Linked DNA regions of Mus musculus: region 1 is linked to region 2. A link is a contact called in public HiChIP or PLAC-seq data. All regions are on one chromosome and are shown on one strand. The core of a region is the stretch at or near the end of the contact, and the rest is flanking DNA. Distances in the headings are between cores, read along the strand shown. Region 1 has its middle 23 kb from the start of Gm38877. Region 2 has its middle 36 kb from the start of Gm38876.

The links. HiChIP or PLAC-seq counts read pairs in DNA pulled down with a chosen protein or histone mark.
Region 1: an HNF4G HiChIP or PLAC-seq map of pancreatic cancer cells shows a contact between it and region 2. The contact joins two enhancer-like sites.

The regions. Positions count from the first base shown.
Region 1 is chr6:115,291,423-115,296,888 of GRCm38.p6, forward strand. No RefSeq gene overlaps it. Among named protein-coding and RNA genes, the nearest start is that of Gm38877, 23 kb to the right of the region's middle. Within about 2 kb of position 2,664, at least 7 of the 459 cell types and tissues checked have an H3K27ac peak or open chromatin away from gene starts, as enhancers often do. A contact at or near this core is called in pancreatic cancer cells, where this site is marked.
Region 2 is chr6:114,978,345-114,984,246 of GRCm38.p6, forward strand. No RefSeq gene overlaps it. Among named protein-coding and RNA genes, the nearest start is that of Gm38876, 36 kb to the left of the region's middle. Within about 2 kb of position 4,492, at least 8 of the 459 cell types and tissues checked have an H3K27ac peak or open chromatin away from gene starts, as enhancers often do. A contact at or near this core is called in pancreatic cancer cells, where this site is marked.

The sequences.
Region 1 (5,466 bases), core at 1,414-3,913, 310 kb after region 2:
CTTGTTCCCCCTCCCTTTTTTAAAATTTATTTTGTATTTTCTAAATACGCCAGTTAAGATCGTCTTCAGAGTGACCAACGAGAAGACTGAGTGGCAGGGCCTTCCTTGCCTTGGTTTCTTCACTGTCCTTGTAAGTTGTTGATATACTGCCATCAGTGCCAAGTGACTTTCCTTCCTCTCTCTCCCTGACATGGAGAGGGACTTAGAAGGCAACACACTTAACGCCACACTTGTAACGACTCACTGAGATCTTCCAGTACCACGGGCATGCATGTGCATGTGCAAATGCCCACGTGAGCACACACACAACAAAAAAACACCCACAAACAAACAAACAGACAGCAAAAGCAGACCCACTGGGCCTTAGAAAGGGTGGGCAGGTGTAACAGCCCCCACCAGTTCACAGCTGCCGCCATCTGACTGGTAAATACATGCCTATGTTGTAAGAAATCAGTATTTCATACCACAGCTGAGAGATAAATATCAACAAAAAAATGTATTAAGAATAGGCCTCCCCTGGAGTTTTGCCTTAAGTGGCTGAGATTTCTCAAAAAGCTAGTTTTTGAGCTGGTAATTGCAACGTGATGCTGTGCGCAGATGGCTTGGGAATGGGACAGGCTAATTTGAGTAGATGGGTGGGTAGTCTTAGAGGCGTAAGCCAGACTTCTAGGGCGATGGCGTGTATGGGAATTCCATGTCTATGTGTTAGTTTGTTGTCTTCTTTTTAATCTTGGAACTTGGCTTCTCTCAGATCAGTGGCCTTTTGAAATAACAGAAAATTATTGAAAGAGGGGATTGTTTTTAATATTTGATGTTCTTTCAAACACCCTACCACAAAATGAACCTTCTCAGAGAACTGTCCAGTGTCACAGACAGTGCAGGCTTTCGTGTTCAGTTTTTTTTTATTTGTTTTGTGCTGGTGATCCAACCCAGAGCCTGGACATGTTCGGTGCATGCTCTATCGCTGAGCTATACCCCTCCCCAGGCTGTCTGGAGTTTTTTGTTTTGTTTTGTTTTTTTTGTCTAAAAATACTGTTATAGATATTCATGTGTTAAAACTGAACATGAAGCAAACCTAGAGAACCTTTCCATCCAGAGGGGCAGGATTTCCCAGCCATCTCTTCTTCTTCACAATCTCCTGACCTTGAGGGGGTAGGCAGGCTCCAGGGATGAATCTATTCTTGCCAAACCAGACAACCTGCATCTCCAACTGCTCACTAATTAGGCCACCATTTTGGACTTTGATGTGACAGTTTTCAAAAGTGAACGCTGCCTTTGTTCAAAACCCTAAATTATGGCCTCACCATGTGTTCTCTACTCTCAGAATCAGCTTCCCCCATCCTTTGTCAAATGCTAGGCCAGATAAAGCCTGGAGCTCCACTTTCGTCATCGTGCATCCCTGACTCACATGCCCAGAATAATTCCCCACTGCCTAGAGCACAAGCTCCGATCTGGAGCTTATCATCAAGGCCTTCAGCAAACAGAAACCAAATCCACCCTGAGCTTGCTGCCCCGAAAGTCCCCTGCTCCAGATTAAAGCTCTCCGAACTGTCCTGACCCCACTACAACTTGTGTTCTCTTGTCTGCTCACATCTTGGGGGCAAGATGGGCTCTCTTTCCCTTAAGCTTGGCCACATAGTCCCCACCTTTATAGCCCCACCCCCATCTCACAGTTTACTACTGAGCTCTCTGATGACCCAGGGACCAGGGATCTAAGCCTTATCGCTGCTACACTGACCACGAGACTGCAGAGACCTTTCAGAGACCATTCTGTCTGCCTGAAAGATGTCAGAGTCAAACGGGAGAGACAGCCCAGCTGTTAAAGGCTAGATTCCAACCAAAAAGAAGCCAAGACAACAAACAAACAAACCTCCTGTAATTTATGTGTTTGAATCCTTAGGGGATACCTAGCTCAATGCTAATGTAAAAGGATACTCGTGACCCCCCCAGCCTTCTCTGTAGGGCCGGATTCAGCTCTCTGAGTGCTAAGCTAATGTTCATTTATTTAGAACTGGGACAACTACAAACACCCAAATCACCTCTTTAAAGCACTGACGTCTGCTCAAGCCATCCTTCCAGAACCTGGAACCCCATTCAAAGTCCTGGGTTCTCAGGACTTGTGGAAAAGAAGTCCTGTAAGACAGGGCATGTGCTAGAAAATCCATAACCCATAAATAGCATCTTTAAGATCCAGTAGCTGTTAAAGTTTCTTTCTTTGGGTCTCGAATGCTATTTCCTAAAAAGGTTTTGACACGGAACTTCAATGTTCCCAACAGACTGTAATGAATTTATTCTGACTATTCAGGGATGTGGGTCACATACATCTTTAAGTGGTGTTTTGTCTCTCCATAGTCCCCATATCACACCCTAAGGTGGTTCTTGTTCCCTGCCATGGAGATCTGAGTCTTTAAACACCATTTATTACCAGTTTAGTCCCCACTAGAGCCAGCCCTGCCACCCACTGTATATGGCAGAGAGACTCCCTAGCTGGTCTTCAGATACCAGGCAGACAGCTGCAGCTAAGCACAGGGCCATTATCAACAGGAAGAAGAAGGTGCTTCTTGATACAGACTCCTCTGAGGATGCACAGGGCTTGACCCCTTCAGTGGAGAAGAGCAGGTGCCTTGCATGCGTACCCAGTGGTGCATCTGCAGTGGTGGGAGAGGCTGAGTCACATCTGGATCCATGCCCACAGCCTCCAGCCCAGAGGAGGCAGGCCAGCAGCAGGAGGTGCTCCATAGAGAGCAAGTACCTTGGAAAATAGGATTGGGCTCTCTGGCAGTATCTTATCCTTACCACCGCTTCAAGCCTGGGGCTGCTGACTGATTGAAATACCATTTTAATTAAAACATTTGCCCTACGTGACAGGAGCAATTTAATGAAAGATTACCAAAGTAAGCACAATATTAAAAATGTGTCCAGGCACTGCTGTTTTGTGATGTTCGTCTTCCTTCTGTAAGGAAGGCCAAGATTTCAGTAGATTACACCAGGGGCTCAGTGGTTCACAGCACAGGCTGTTCTTACAAAGGCCCCGGGTTTGATTCCCAAACCCATGTGAGAGTTCAAAACTCCCTGTAACCCCAGGTCTAAGGGATCTGACCTCCTCTGACCATCCATACAGATAAAACAGCAAACCGCATAAAACATATAAATCTAAAACAAAAAGGCCAAACCAACCAGATTAGAGATCCACAGTCAGGAAATACATACATTAATTCTTGCTAAGTAGATGAGGTCTGGTCAGCTGGGTGTGATGGTGTACATCCAGCATGCAGGAAGCAGAGGTAGGAGGATCTCTGAGTTCTGGGCCAGCCTGGTCTACAGAGCTAGTCCCAGGATAGCCTGGGATACACAGAGGAGCCATGTCTTGGTGGAGTGAAACAATGAAGACAATAGGATTTGGAACAGATGTTCACGTGAAAGGCATTATGGGAAGAGAGAGTCCACGTGCAGAGGAACTGGGCAAGGGGACTGCTTTGACATGGAGGAGCACAGTGGGAAACTAAGCTCTCATGGTTTTCCAGAGCCTCTCTGTAACCCCAGGCAGGGCAAAACCAGAGCCCCTCTCAGCTCTGACGTAGGTGTTCTTGCCTTCCAAGGAGCCCTGGGCCATCAGAGGCCTGAGGGCTTGGAGACAGAGAGCAAGAGAAGGCGTAGCTTTACGTGCAGGAAGTGACTCGCTTAAAAATCCAATTGGCTCTCCTTATCCTTATTCTGGGCTTCACATCAGCGGATCAGACCTATGCTGGGCTCTGGCTGGCATGTACTATTAACCTGGGATGGAGGCATCAGTACTGACCACGTACAGAGCATGTGCCATTATTTCCTAAACAATTCAAAGCACCTATTCCTATAGTGTTTCCATGGCATCAGGAAGCCAGAGACAATCTCAAGTGTGGAGGAGGCTGTGCCAGGTCCTAGGCAAACACAACACCATCTTGTAGAGGGGAGTTGAGCATTTGTGGGCTTTGGCAACCATGGGAATCCTGGAGTCAATCTGTTAGATACTAGTGTGTTTTAAAGGCAGTCTGAAAGTTTACTCTGTGGTAAGGGTGTGGCTGCTGGAGCCAAATTAGGGAAAAGAAAGATGGCCAAGGTTAGATTTTTGTAAGTATGTACTAGTCCATGGGTCAAAAGCCACTAAGAACCAGATGGGAACACGGATATCAGAAAACATGAACAAAAGCAACATTTCTGAGGGGGGAAGAAGCTTGCAAATCCTCTGAACACAGAGTTCAAGCCGTCATGTGGAAGCAGGAAGTACACCTTTCTCCATCAAATGACTTCAGGGTGTCTGCTGCAAAATAGCAGCAGTGCCCCAGCTGCAGACCAAGGCACTGGCCAGGGCACCTCCACAGTACCAGTGCAGGAGTGATGCTGATTGACAGCCCTTGCTGAACAGTCGGGTAGATATATGATATCTGCTCCTAACAGACCAGAACATAACCCACCTGTGGTGGGATAGAGTGGCACCAGGCAGGAGCCCTGGAACCAGTTGGCTGTGCTTGGTGGTGGCTAGAATCTGGGTTGGAGTCCCCAACTCTTGCCACCTGTCCTTTGTCTTAACTCCCCTCCTGTAAGAAGTTTTGCACGAATTGAAGTCGCCCCAGTTCTGCCCTGCAGCCAGGCGAGGTGTGAGTCAGGGTTTGGAGACACTGGTTTTCTCAGCAAGCATAAAATCTTCCTAAAGGGAGAAGCCATCATTAAAGCAGGTTTCTCCCCGATCTGCATGTGCATGAAGGTAATAGACATTTAGAACTGGAAGGGATATCAGAGGACATCCAACTCCAGGAGATCCATCACGAACTTGGCACGGAGCTGTGCAAATCAAGCTTGCAAGGGCCCACAGATCAGCAGTAAAGCTTCATGCTTTCAAATCCTGTTATTTCCACTTTTGCAATAATGCAAAAGGGATGGAGAAAGATAAAAGAAAAGAAGACGCTTCTTTCCTTGAAAATATATTATCAAAGAGCTCTGGGATCAAAGGGGAAACATGAAATCATTCTTTAAATATACTAGAAAACAGGTATTTTACAATCTCAGCAGTACCGTTAAACGGAGCCCAAAGGAAACTGACGATAGTAAACGCCTGTGTTAACAAAAATTAAAATAAGTTAAGTATGTGACTAATAAGTCACAATCATCAACAGGAAGAAAACAAAAGCAAAATTGGTAAGGATAAAAGCAAAGGTAGATAAGGTTAAAAACTGAAATTAATAAAATTTAAAAGCTGGGTCAATTGAAAGAATTAGCTAACTTTTTTTTTTTTTAAATGAGAAACACAAAGACATCATGGAAGAAATGTAGGTAGCTTGGTGGTCGGAAAAAACAATATCTGACGCTTATATGGTAAACTGGTAGAGTATTGATTCCCAAGCTTTCGGGGCTCCTGAAATATTTTGAGCTGGAGTGTAGCATGGGGCAAAGGGAGGCCATTTCTCACCCGAGGCCCGGGCTCCATCACTG
Region 2 (5,902 bases), core at 3,242-5,741:
AAGACATAGGATGGCTCGTCGCTCAAGAATTCCTGATATGCCTTTAGGTTGTTTGTTTTGATTCTTTGTCTTTGTGACAGGGTTTCATTATGTAGATCAGGCTGACCTGGAACTCACAGAGATGCACCTGCCTGCCTCCTGAGTGCTGTGATTAAAGTCATGTGCCACTATAACCAGTCCCCTAATGTAATCACACTCTCTTCCTACCATCACTGACCCTTGGAAAACACTAATATATTCTGCATTTCTAAAATGTTGTATTTTCAAAATGTTATATTTATGGAGTTATGCAGGATGGGGACCGTCTTTAGGGGGATTTTCCTCTTTGTCTCTGTGTAATCGGTTGGCAAATTCATCCATGCAGTTATATACATCAATAGTCCATCCCCTTGCTGAGCAAGCCTCTGTTGTGTCAACAGTCTGTGCAGTCACTCATCTGTGGACAGACCTCTGGGACTCATCTTGGTTTTAAGCTATGCACACAAAGCTAGTGATGGACATTCACGCATGTAAATGTTCATCTTCATTATCAACTTGAAGTTCAGAATCACCATGGAAATACATAGTGGATGTGTCTATGGGTGGCGCCATCCCCTAGGCTGGGGTCCCAGACTGAATAAAAAGAGGGACATGAGCTGAGCACTGCTTTTCTCTGCCCTCCACTTCCTGGCTGGGGATATAATATGACCTGCTTCTCCATGCCCCTGCTGTCACACCCTTCCCACTCTGATGGACTGTACCCACAAATTATGAGCAGAAAGAACCCATCCCTTCCTTAAGTTGCTCTTGTTAGAATAAAATGAGGAAGGGGGGCAGGAGAAATGGCTCAGTGGTTAAGAGCACTTGCCACACTTGCAGGGGATCCACCCAAGTTCAGTTCCTCGTACCCACAGTATATGGGTCACAGCTACCTGTAACTCCAGCTCCAGGGGATCCAGTACCTTCTTCTGGCTTCCCAAGAGCACCCACACTCATGTGTAAAATCCCTCAGACAGACACACACAACTAATTAGAAAAAAAAATTAAATAGTTTAAAGAAACACAAGAAAAGTTACTAATACCTTGTGCTTGCCATGTATACATATATAAGATATGGGAACCTAGACACATATACATGTATACACTCAGCACATACACACAAACATACACACACACACACACACACACACACACACACGATGGCATATTCTCTCCTGCTTTTTGAGCATTGCATTAACTAGCTTTTAGTGCTGTGGTGAACACATGCAATGACTTACAAGAGGAAACATTTATTTTGACTTGCAGATTCAGAGATTTTAGCGCATGGTCACTTGGCCTTGTTGCCTTGAGCTCATGGTAGTGTAGTTATCATGGCAGGAATGCATGGTGGCAGAGGCTATCACCTCATGACAGACCACAACGAGAGAAAGGAAGGGCTGGGGTCCCAACTTTCCCTTCAAGGGCATATCCCATATGTTGGGGAGATGACTCAGTGGGTAAGGTGCTTGCTGTGCAGATAAGAGGACCTGAATTCAAATCCTCAGGGCCCACCTAAAGCCAGGCATGGTAGCAATGTCTGTAACCCTAGTAACCAACCACAGCAAGATGGAAGGTGGAGATAGGAGAATTCTAGAAGCTTGTGGTCTGGCTAGCCTGATGTTCACAGGATCAAACACTAAAGTGACTCTGTCTCAAACTGGGCAGGAGGCAAGAACTGATACCTGAGGTCTTCCTCTGATCTCTACATGTGTGCTGTGGTACATACACAACCCCTGCCCCAACATGCACACACACACACACACACACACACACACACACACAAAACAAGGGCACACGCCTAATGCTCTAGCTTCCTCTGATTAGGCTCTACCTCCTAAAGGTTCTTCAATTTCCCAGCACCACCACAGAGTAGTAGCAAAGCCTTCAAAACATGGGCCACCAGGCAGAGTTCAGGATCTAGACTATAACCTGGGTGTGGTGGTGGAGGCTTGCAAAGCACTCAGAGAGAGGAGAAATGACTTCAAGGCCAGCCTAGGCTACTATTCCTATCCCCCAAAGATCCAAACTATGAAACCCCACCACCAAAACCCCTTGCTGGGCCCTATTACTGAGGCAGGATGCCAGACACACTCACATTCCCACCTGTATTTTCTGGAAACTTGGTTCTCACAGACGCAGGGCTCAGGGTTTTATTCAGAAGGGAGCAATGAACTTGGGGGATAAAAGCATTTCCCAGGAGATAGCAATCCTGCCCTCCCTCCCTCCACCTCCCCCTTTTCCTTCTCTGCCTCCCTTCCTCTCTCTTTCCCAACTACATATTTAAGTTTATTTATATTTCTCTTCAATATAAATCAATCTCATAATGTAAGAAATGTCTACTGATCCAAACATGACCAGGCCAACACAATGAGCCATTAGGAGCAGCAGGAATGACTCCTTCACACCCACAGCAGCTTGAGACCCCTCACTATTTGCATGTTGTCCTTAAAGATGGCAAGAGTTGGTTCTGCCCAGCATCAGTTAGGGTACTGGAACATCTCAGCTTGTGTGCACAGAGCCAAAGACATCCTAGACATCATCTCAACGAAGCATCCTCTGTATTGAGTTAGCTGTAAAATACTTTCCAGGATATAGCCCGAGTTAGCCTTGGGATTAGCTCTGTAAAACAACCCCTAGGTTGGAATGTTCATAAACATCGACTTCTGCAAAGAGCTCCATGACACACACATGGTGACTGGGGCCTTGGGGTTTAGATTCACATTCTAGCTCAGTAAAGTCTCAGAGAGTGCCAAGAGTGGGAAGAGAAGTGAGATGATGTAAACATCTGGATGCAGAGAGAGTGGTGGTGAACATCTGTAATCTTATTACCGCTGGGAAGGTAGAGGCAGGAGAATCAGACACTCAAGGCCATCCTCAGCAGCATGGGGAGTTTAAGGCTAGCCTGGGCTACAAGAGAACATGACAATAAAGAAAAGGCAAAGAAAAAAAGATATGAGGTGAGAAGAGGGGAGGGGAGGGGAGGGGAGGGGAGGAGAGGGGAGGGGAGGGGAGAGAAAAGTTGTCTTAGGAATTGATTGCTTTCAGGAGGAAAAGACCTAAACCAAGTGTCATAGTGAGTTTTCTGTTGTTATACCCAAATGTCAGAAGCATGGCAACTTTATAAAGAAATAAGGTTTGGGTTTGTTGGGTAAAGGTGCTTACCACCGAGACTAATGACTTGAGTTTGATCCACAGAACTCACACTGTAGAAGGGAAGAACCAACTGTACAAGTTGTCCTCTGGCCTACACACACACACACACACACACACACACACACACACACACACACACACACAAATTAATAAGTGTAGCTTTTTAATGTTTAAGAAGAGGAAAGGTTTCTTCGATTCATAATTTAGGAGGTGGGAAGTGCATGCGCATGGCCCCAGGTGTCTGGCAAGGGACTGTTTGCTGGCCGAGTCTCAGATGGTGCAGCAGTCATGGTGACAGATAGGGAGAGTCACACGAGTCCTGCTTCCTCTTCTTTATAAATCTGGTAGTTGTTTTGGTAGTTCCAGAGACTGAATCCAGGATGCCTGCATGCAAACAAGCCCTCACCCAGCCAACGGTATCCAAGGCCCTGGCTCCATCTTTGCACAGGTATCTGCATGTTGACCATAAGGCTACACCCTGAAGACCTGACAACCAAACCCCGAGCACCTACCTCCTGCAGTCCCTCCTCCAAGCATCTAACATCAGATCCCATGTCCCTCTTCAGTGTCTCACAGTGGGAGATCAAAGTTCACCTTTACAATGACTGTGATGACAGGTCTATCACTCACCATTTTTTATCTGAGCAAATCAATGCTCAGAGAGGTTCAGCTATTTCCCCAAGACTGCACAGCTGGCCTGACAGAGCCAGGCTGAAGTGCAGAGGACCATCTCAACCCACAACACCTTCCTGAGGAGCCACAACAGCAACTGAGCACATCTGACTAAAATTCTGTTCTCTCCAGTCTTCACACTACCCACATAGGAAGCTTGCTAGGTATGTCCTCTAAGCCTGAGAAACACTGGGAAAGCCTACTATCCTGAGCCTGGTTGGCGGGGTCCTTTCTCCCTACCTCCCTAGTTTCCTCAGCCCCAGCCTGGCCAGATGCCTACCCTAAGCTGGCAAAGGATGCCTTAGGAATGGCATTCACAGTTAGTTAGAGAGACCAGACAACACAATATCTAGGGATCTGGCAAAGAATGGCATAGCTACGTCTCATCAGAAGTCTGGACCTTGCAGACATCTTCCTCTGAGTGACCCAAAGAACAAGCCCACCAGGCAGCTTTCTATTGCTGTGGTAAGTACCATGGCTCAAAGTAGCTTGGGGAGGAACGGGTTGATTTCAGCTCACACTTCCCAGATCACAGTTCATCACTAACTGAAGCCAGGGCAGGAGCTCATGGGAACCAGCAGACAGGAACTGAAGCAGAGCCATGGAGGCGCGTTGCTTACCTGCTTGCTTCTCATGGCTTGATTTGATTGCATTTCTATATATCCCAGAGCCACCTGCTCAGGGGTGGCACCAGTCACAGTAGGCTGGACCCTCCTACACCAATCATTAATCAAAAAACAAACAAAACCAAACTTGCCCACAAGCCTCAAATAGAAACTTTTTCTCGACTGAGGCTCTTTCTTCCCAGATGGCCCTCGCTTGTATCACGTTGACAAAAACTTACCGGCACAGAATCTTTTTCAGGTGATGGGGAGGGACTTGGACAAGCAGACCAGCCTTCCAGTGTTAGGGACACTTGATTCTGTCCAGCCACGATGCTCAGCTTGACCCTGAAGAGAAGGACATTGTCACCTTTGCTATAAACTGCATTCAACAGTTGCTGCCAAGGCAGCTTGGTAAAGTACCCATCCTCTCACAACCAAGAGACCCCCAGAGCCACAGAAAAACCTCTAAGGAGTTCTGCCCTGCTGGCCACACCACTGAACAGCGCAGAGCTGACTGACTCATTCACCCTGTGGGGGATGCTGGCTATAGGGTCCAGATTTGCCAGACTGTTTGCACAACCCATCGTGATTTCATTCATAAAACATCTATCCTCCCCAAGGTAGATCCTGCTTCATGCCTGTTCATCCTCATGAGTGAAATTAGCATGGTCCAGCATCATATAATGACTGGTCATCAGGTAATCTGGGAGTCAAATTCTAGCTTTCCTTTTAAAAATAAGTTCCTTCGGGTCTTTATAGTACCTGGACTATAGTAGATGCTAAGTGTTGTTGCCTTTTGAGGTGCTCAAGACTCACGATGGTTTTCAATGTCACAGTTATTGAACAGCTACTGCATGTTAGATTCTGCCAACAGGACCTGAGAGTATGGCTTCTCCTCCCTTTACTGGTTACTGAATGCCATTCCCCATTTAATAAACATTTTTAGAAGAATTTTTGCGATGTAGTGTGTGTGTGTGTGTGTGTCTGTGTGTCTGTGTGTGTGTCTGTGTCTGTGTGTCTGTGTCGTGCATACACTGCTTGCAGAGCCTAGTCAAGGACATTGGATCTTCTGGAACTGGAGTTGCAGGCAGTTGGGTGGGTGCTGGTAATCCAACTTAGATCCCCTGCAGGAGCAGCCAGTGCCCCTAACCATGGGCCCATCTCTCCAGCGCCCTCTGTATACATTGGAAGTAGTAGTAGTAGTAGTAGTGTCTTTTCCATGCAGGTCAGGAGCCATCATTTCCTTGGGGTCCACTCTCTTCCTGACCCTCATCAGGGGTGTGCCAAGTAGATTCTGAGCTGATATTCACAGTGATGAATCCTTCAAGTCAGTAGTAAGTAGTCCTCTGCCCTCTATATGAACAGAATGTGGGCCCAGGATGCTCAGGAAGTTTCCTGGAGTTGCACAGCTAGGACTCTGGCTGAACTGTAGAGACAAGCAGACTAAGTACAGA